2 separate regions of the Siniperca chuatsi genome follow, and region 2 is linked to region 1. A link is a contact called in public Hi-C data. All regions are on one chromosome and are shown on one strand. Each heading gives the region's core, a stretch centred on a gene start, on an enhancer-like site or on the middle of the called end of the contact. The rest is flanking DNA. Distances are from core to core; before and after follow the strand shown. Region 1 has its middle 42 kb from the start of LOC122871343. Region 2 holds the start of pim3 (serine/threonine-protein kinase pim-3).

Evidence for each region. Hi-C and Micro-C count contacts between places; a contact is called where the count stands out from the background.
Region 2: a contact with region 1 is called in a Hi-C map of skeletal muscle, with 1.7 times the contacts expected there. The contact joins the promoter of pim3 here to the enhancer-like site in region 1. A contact is called at or near these places in 2 of 3 Hi-C or Micro-C datasets (liver and skeletal muscle).

What each region holds. Positions count from the first base shown.
Region 1 is chrLG23:14,653,071-14,657,093 of ASM2008510v1, forward strand. No RefSeq gene overlaps it. Among protein-coding and RNA genes, the nearest start is that of LOC122871343, 42 kb to the right of the region's middle. Within about 2 kb of position 2,006, the one cell type or tissue checked has an H3K27ac peak away from gene starts, as active enhancers do. A contact at or near this core is called in liver, where this site is marked.
Region 2 is chrLG23:14,715,404-14,719,426 of ASM2008510v1, forward strand. pim3 (serine/threonine-protein kinase pim-3) reads left to right here and starts at 1,821. Exons shown (of 6, transcript XM_044186489.1): 1 at 1,821-2,520; 2 at 2,743-2,852; 3 at 3,001-3,051; 4 at 3,205-3,568. The coding sequence starts at 2,433.

The sequences.
Region 1 (4,023 bases), core at 756-3,255:
TGCTAATGATAACTTTGACCAAATAGGTACAAGAGTCAAAACAAACATCAAGGATATATATTGAGTTCTTAGGGAAAATAATTTTAATAAAAGTCAGACTGTAAAGTAATAATTTGCGTTTTTTATAATAAATGTCTATTATGCCACATTTTCTGTCAAATCATATTTAAAAATGCATCAGAGTGGACATTTCCATGATGGTTTGCTGAAAACAAGATTAAGAGTCTATAGCCACGTTAGCAACTCTGTGATGATGTTTAGCAGGTATGTTGTTTACCATTGCGGGCCTACATGGCCCTGTGTGAAATAGTGATTACCCCCTAAACCTAATAACTGGCTGGGCCACCCTTAGCTGCAACAACTGCAACAGCAACAATGGGAATGTCATTTGTTTTGCCGGTATTTGGTCGTAAACCTAAGTATCGGACACATTCAAATTTTGACCTGATTGTGACAAAACATCAAAGTCAGAGGATCACCAAAGTTATTACAATTCATCCTGAGGGTGAAATTAAGGTCTGTTCCAAATTCCATGGTAATCCATCCAATACTTGTCAAGATAAAATACTAAAAAACAAAAATATGAACCTCATGGTGGAGCTAGAGGAAAAGTCAGGGTGTAACTAAAGTCAGTAGGATTCATCCTCTTGGGACCATGCATGTCTGTACAAAATTTCATGGCAGTCCATGCAATAGCTGTTGAGATATTTCAGTCTGGACTAAAGTGTTGAACCGGCCAATTGACCGAGAGATGGACATTACCATCCCTAGATTCATGTTGCAAGTGCTGTCATTTCACAGTGCACAAGGATAGATTGATGCTGTTTTTACTTAACATGAGAGTGCTCTAATCCAGAGTATAGCTCTATAGTGCAGCACAGGTACATTAATGGGCAATGTCTTTTGAGACATGAAAGAAAATATAAACTGTACATTGAGTTCTACAAATAATACAGTCACAGTTCTCAGTGAGAACAACTTGTGATGAAAAGTCTGAATTTCTTACTTTAGAACCAACCTGAGTTTTACAACAATAAGAACCTAGCACATTCAGCTTACTGAATGGATGCAGTGTATCAGAAATAGCTACGTCTTTTGTTGGAGCGTCCTTGTGCGAGACACTGACTCTGTACCTGAATAGACTGTAAGCCACTGTAGTGCAGAGCATCAGCTTAATACTTTAAAATGTTCTGGAGATGTCATGTAAACACACAAAAAAAACCTAATAAAAACATGAAACTAACCAACTTTGGGTTTAGGTGGTGTCTGCCCGCCTGTAGTGCAATATTCTATTGATTTGTACAAAGCTGCCCTCACAGTGAGTATAACCCACGGTAATGCTTGGCAGAGAGGTTGCGGCTTTACTGGAATACAGTTCTTGTGTAACTGTTGGCCTTTCCACTATTGACGTGTTCTGGGATAAGGCCCCATTTTCCTCACAGGGTAAAAGGTGGGAGGTTAGTAGTGTGAACTGATAAGAGCTTTACGAGAAAACTGAGACAAACTTAAATATTTAACTGTGTTGTAATTTTGTCACTTTGTTACGGTAATCCACCTGTGTTGTAATATAAAGCCGAAACATAAATACGTTCATGATCTGAGTTCATGTGATGTAAAAAACACATTCAGACAATTCATTCAAAAGCGTGGAATCCATTTATATGCTACACATTGCACAGATACAGTGCTATACTACACAAACACACACACAACTCTGCTGCTGTTGTTGGTTAGCATTGATTGCATGACTGGTTCAAACACACTGAAAGTCCCACTGGGTCGCTATGGCAACTAGAGCCAAAATAAAGCAGTCGTCGAGACAGCATCAGCAGCCTCAGCTGGCATACACACACACACAAACACACAATCCCCCCTGGCCTTGGCACCTAGAAACAGACACAAAATGAGCTCTATATTAGACCGCAGAGGGAGAAAGGAAAGGACCGAGAGAGAAACATCGAGACAGAGCGGCAGAGGAGGGGAAGAGTGTGTCCTGGAATAACCCCTGTTAGCTCTGTTCGGTGTTCCAAAGAGAGACATATTTAGCAGCCTCTCTGACTGGCAAGAACCCAGAGTCGCTCTTAGTCTCCCCTTCACACATACACACACATAGATACACTGTCCAGGTCCGGCTGGCACTCACAGGGTTGCCCAGCTCTCCTTAATGTAGTCTCATGGACTTGCTCACTCACTGCATTGCTTTGATTGTGTGTTTTATGTGTGTGTGTGTGTGTGTGTGTTTGTGTCGTCCATGCCAAGGGACAGACAGGACGGCTGTTCATAGCAACGCACTGTGAACACTGCAGCCTCCTCCTCCTCCTCCTCCTCCTCCTCTGGGCCTTCGCTAGAATGTTCCAGGAGCTCAGAGAGAGGCACTGCAGGGCAGAGCTGGCACCTTGATACCTGCAGATATGACCAAACCTCCACGGTGAGCTGTGGCCAAATAGTAATAGTAACAGCAGGTCGGTGTGACAACAGTTAAACAAAAGTTAAAGCATACCTCTGTCCCTTTGGACCCGGATCATGTTTTGCCTTCATTATGCCAATCCATGTTGAAAAATCTTGTTTTGCTTCACTATACATAGTAGTTACCTACATATTGCCTGTCAGGCTGCGTGGCTCTTTAAAGGAACAGCTTGACATATTGGGAAATAGACATATTGTTTTATTGCTGAGAGTTGGGATTGAGGATTGATACCACTCTTATGTCTGTATGCTAAATATGAAGCTAGAACCAGCAGGTGATTAGCTTAGCTTAGTATAAAGACTGGAAATGGGGCAGCTACTAGCCTGGCTCTGTCTAATAGTGCAAAGATCTGTTGAGCAGCACCTCTAAAGCTCACTAATTAACACGTTACATCTTGTTTGTTCAATCCATACAAAAACCAAAGTGAAAAAACAACAATTTGCGCTTTTACGGGAGTCTTGTTGTCACCGTATGGTTGCCTGGCAACCAACGGAAAGCTTTAGAGTACTGATAGGTGGAATTTTTTTTAACCCTTTCCAGTTTTTATGCTAAGCTAAAATTCACTTTATTCTCTCTTTATTCTCTCTATAGTTTTGAGTTTCAGTACAGAATGAAGACAAATCCTTCCCTTAGACCTCTGTAGTGCTTCATTAAGGATGCTGTATGTTCAGCTCTGAATACTGAGTACTGAATGCAGTGTCTCAGTGTTCACTGTTTCTGGATCATTTGCCATGTAAAATTAATGTACAGAAATTTGTAGCCTTGGTAAAATACTTTTGCAGATGACACTTGAACAGCATGGCTTCACAGTCAGTGCATGGGAGTCTGTGAGACATTTAATAGAAAGTAGACTACACATATCACCCCACATGTATACAGTACATTCATCATTGTATATTCATTTATCATGCTGTAAACAATTCTGTCACAGCTGTGGCAAGGGATGGTGAGAGTCCAGCATGCTTTGGAACAGTGAACCGGGAGGCAGTCATACTGAGTCATTTTACATATACATATATTTATATCAGCATCTGATGTTTGATAGGGCACGAGAATCACACATAGGCTATAAATAAAACCTGCGATCTCCACATGCCAAGCCATGGCAGCTGCCAGTGGGTTTTTATAAATCGAGGCATGTGACTTGGGTTTGTAATCTTAGAGGGATTATCAGAATTACCGCGTGTTGTATGTTTACAAGTCTAATCATTTTAAAATGTGACACCAACCTACAATTATAACAATACCAACAATTATAACATTAATAATATGGTATGTAGCACAAACACAAGCATGCTATTGTTTTCTTGGTATGTCCCATAACTAGATGGTGAAAGATTTTTAATACCCCCAATGGCAAATGTGTCTATCCGTAATCTATTATTCAATCAAATTCCATTGTCATAGAACCTTTCAGACAGGTTACTGCACTACATATTGCTTTACAGGTGGGCTAAAGAAATTCACAAGATTAACAAGACAGCAAAAACAGTAAAACAATGGGATACTAATGCACAAGAAAAGTAAAAATATAAGATTGAAATTCACAGACTCTC
Region 2 (4,023 bases), core at 571-3,070, 62 kb after region 1:
CGGAGTGAAAGAACATTTTTTATTAAAAAGAAGAAGCTTTTCTTCAAAGATCTACGGTATTACAAGCAATTACTAATAACAACTGTATGGGCCAGAGCCACAGTGCCTCTAAAAATCTAAATCTAAAAATAAACCCATGACCAAGGAATGAGCATGCAGGAGAGGTGGAAGGTTTTCCTGCAGGGAATAGGCTGTTGCTAACACTGGTGCAGGGTTGAACACATTTTCTTTCAAGCATAATCCAATAAACCATTGAACTCTTTGTCATTTATGCAAATGTTTTATAAGATAAAAGCAAATCAACCCTTCAGGGTTCTTCCATATGCCCCAACACAATCTGCATGAACATAGTAGTATATCCTTTAAAATGCAAATACCATACCATTTATGTGTCCTCTTGACACATTTTCTTTAGGGGAACACACACTTTGTTACTTTTTTAATATATATATGCTGAAAAATAAAATAAAGCCATGCACAAATGTGTTGCATGCATTTTACGAGTTACAATGCACTGAAAACATGAAGCAGTGTAAATTATCATAAGTTGAATACAGAGCATCACTGCAGGTTAGCCCACAGGCTGTACTCTACTCTCATATGCAGCCTGCGTGTTTGTGTGTTTGTGTGTGTGTGTGTGTGTGTGTGTGTGTGTGTGTGCGTGCACATTTACATAACTTTGCAGTTGGCAGGCCTATAGCAAGATAAGGTTCCCTGGAACTCTCTGATGCTTCTGTTTGGTTAGTGCTCACATACACATACATACACACGCAGGTTATCAGAGCTAGCAGAAGATATAAAGTGGAAAGTTCACCGAGAGCCACGGTCATGTCAGATGTGTAACAGTACAACTGGAAAGTTTACCTTCTGAAATGGGACAGCTGGCTCCACAAACCTTGGCCATCTGATTGTGTTTTCATGTGCTATTCATATTATCATGATACCGTGCTATTTTGTTTTCATAGTACTCATGTCAATGCATGACATAGTGTTCTCATGTATCATTATTATGTATCATCCTTCAAATTTCTGTCTGGGTGCTGATGTTTTGGGGTATTTTAGAATCTAATGTGCCTCAGTTTTAGGTCTTAATTAGCTATTTTTATGTTTTTTGGACTGCTTGGGCTGTGTAAATATTTATGTTATTTGTATAATAAATGTAATTTACTTTTGGTATATTTAGTGTCATTTGTCATATGTTGCTTGTCTGTAACTCATTGTTATGGCTGCCCTTCTTGGTTAGGACACTTGAAAAAGCGATTTTTAATCTCAGTAAGACTTTCCTGGTTACATAAAGGTTAAACAAAAACATATAATTAACTGTCATCTCTTTTGTATGGATAGACTCTTTTTTAGATCTTTAAATAATTAGTCTCAACTGTATGACAATCATAACAGTCAAACTGCTCATTTTTAAGTGTAGGGAATTCTGGAGGGCAGCATACTCTAAGGTAAACAAATAACACAAGTGAGTTTAGGTACACACTTCATAGCTGAGAACAACTTGAAAGAGATAATCAGTAGTTTGTGGAGAATTACACTATAAACTGAACTTTCCCCTCCGATCATAAACTCTCTTTCCATCTCTCACTGCAGAGCTGCGGAGGAAAAGGGAGGGGAGAGGACGTCTCAGAATTGCCGCCACGTGCGCTCAAATGCCTGCTTTATTATAATAACTTTTTCTGGATTGGTCCAGATACGAAACACAGTATTTATATACGACATCTAATTGGTCGTCGCCTCCGTGTCGATAGTGAACACCGCAAAGCTTCCAGACAAGGGATTCTTGGGCGTCTCGTACTATGAGAAAGTAGTGCGCGGTAAAAATGATTATTTCAATGACATGTTCGAATAAAAATACGATTCAATAACTATACGTGCCCAGTAGTTTAGTGTACATGTGTATCTAGTAAAAAGTGACGAATTATCGCTGGTATTGAGCGAACGTGTCGACTTGTATTGGTGGCGGAGGGATACCACCATCCCACTGCGCGTCAAAATATTGGCTTGGGGAGACCGCGCCAAAGCTCAGACAGCGGCCACTCATCGGGATAACAGCACACTGCGGAGGGCATTTAAACGCACTCTACTGTTGATACGGCTACTATACACATCGGAGTGTAGTGGGTTTTTTTTTATTACTAAAGAGGACTGTTTTCGTCTGTTGTGCTTGAGTCGAGACACAGAAGCCAGATTTCATGCCGGTTTTCTGGGAAACAGTGTACGACTTCACGGTCGTGACACGACTTTGACGGGCGCGGTGCGGCGGAGTTGGCGCACTGCTGGACTGGATATATTTATTCGCTTGAAGCCAAGACGGTCTGCACCACCATTTATACTGCGCATGAGTTCACTTCTCATCTGACTATATTGGTTCTTCTGACTCCCAACGGGTGAATAGGGATCGTCTGCGCCGGCTTTTCAGTTTGAATATGTTGCTGTCAAAGTTTGGTTCATTTTCGCATATTTGCAATCCTTCAAGTATGGACCATCTACCAGTGAAAATACAGCTCCAGCCAGGTAGGTTGCCGTCACTGAACGTTGCCTTCTCACCGCCTTTATATTTGATTTGACAACTGAGAAGTGGTTTGAGAAACGTATATTTACTCTGCTTGATAAATTTAGAGTAACTCAAGCTGCTACTGTTGCAGCTGACCGGCTCGTAAAGCTGCGCGAGCACGACGCCATGGTTTGTTGTAGAAATATTGCGCTTACCTTAACATTTTTCACTTTTCCTTGCAGTTAAAGTGGAAAAGGAGCCCTTCGAAAAGGTTTACCAAGTGGGATCCGTGCTGGGCAGCGGAGGATTTGGAACAGTGTATGCCGGCAGCCGGATCTCTGATGGCGCACCGGTAAGGATGTGGACTGGGATGTTTTGATGGTACATGTGCCGCCATCAAAGCCGGGCGTACTTATTCACCACCGGGGAATGTAATGTGACTTCCCCACAACATCTGAAGCATTTGCTTACGATTTTTCTTCTTTACTGCGTTATTTCAGGTCGCTGTGAAACATGTTGCGAAGGAGAGGGTGACCGAGTGGGGCACAATTGTAAGTACTCATCCCCGATCTCTGTGTGTGTGGTTTGTTTTGGTCCCCCCCCCACCCCCACGCCTGCTGCTGGGTGGAGGTGTTGTGATGATATAAAGGCAGAATGGCTAGCTTATCCTAAAATACTTAATCAATTCTCCTTATTTGTTACAGAACGGGGCTATGGTGCCTTTGGAGATCCTGCTGCTGAAGAAGGTCAGCTCGTCGTTTCGCGGAGTTATCAAATTGCTGGACTATTACGAGCGGGCGGACGGCTGGCTGATCGTCATGGAGAGGCCGGAGCTCGTCAAGGACCTTTTCGACTTCATCACCGAGAAGGGCGCCCTGGACGAGGACACGGCTCGGGGCTTTTTCCGCCAGGTTTTGGAGGCGGTCAGACACTGCTACAGCTGCGGTGTAGTACACAGAGACATCAAAGATGAAAACCTGCTTGTGGATCTACGCACCGGGGAGCTCAAGCTTATTGACTTTGGCTCAGGGGCGATTCTCAAGGACACCGTCTACACCGATTTCGATGGTAAGCGGCCGCCTCCACCCCCTCCCATCACATTAATTGCTATTATAAAATGTCACAATGCTGGATGTGCAATTCATTTTTATGAACACATATCCGTGTGGGCTGGGTTGTACTTGCCCTTGATGCTCCGCCGTGCTATATTCAGATACGGAGGCGTTCACGAGGCTGTGACGCAGTGGTCTGTTTTTGGTCGAGGGTTTTCCTCGCCGAGGGTCTCGCGGCTTATCATTTCCACGGGATGTAAATGCTAATCGAAAAGCCTCCAGTGTTTTAGCGGGATGTATGACGCGCGTGTTATGGCTGTACATATATGACTCACAGTTAATTAACCCTATCATCCATGATGATAGAGCCTCCGCCTTATGAGATGGAGCGTACTTTTAATGTTTCCGTTAGTTATTTTGTTAGTAAAGCTTGACTCGCAGTCGCAGTTTGTGGACGTTAGGTCAGTGCCA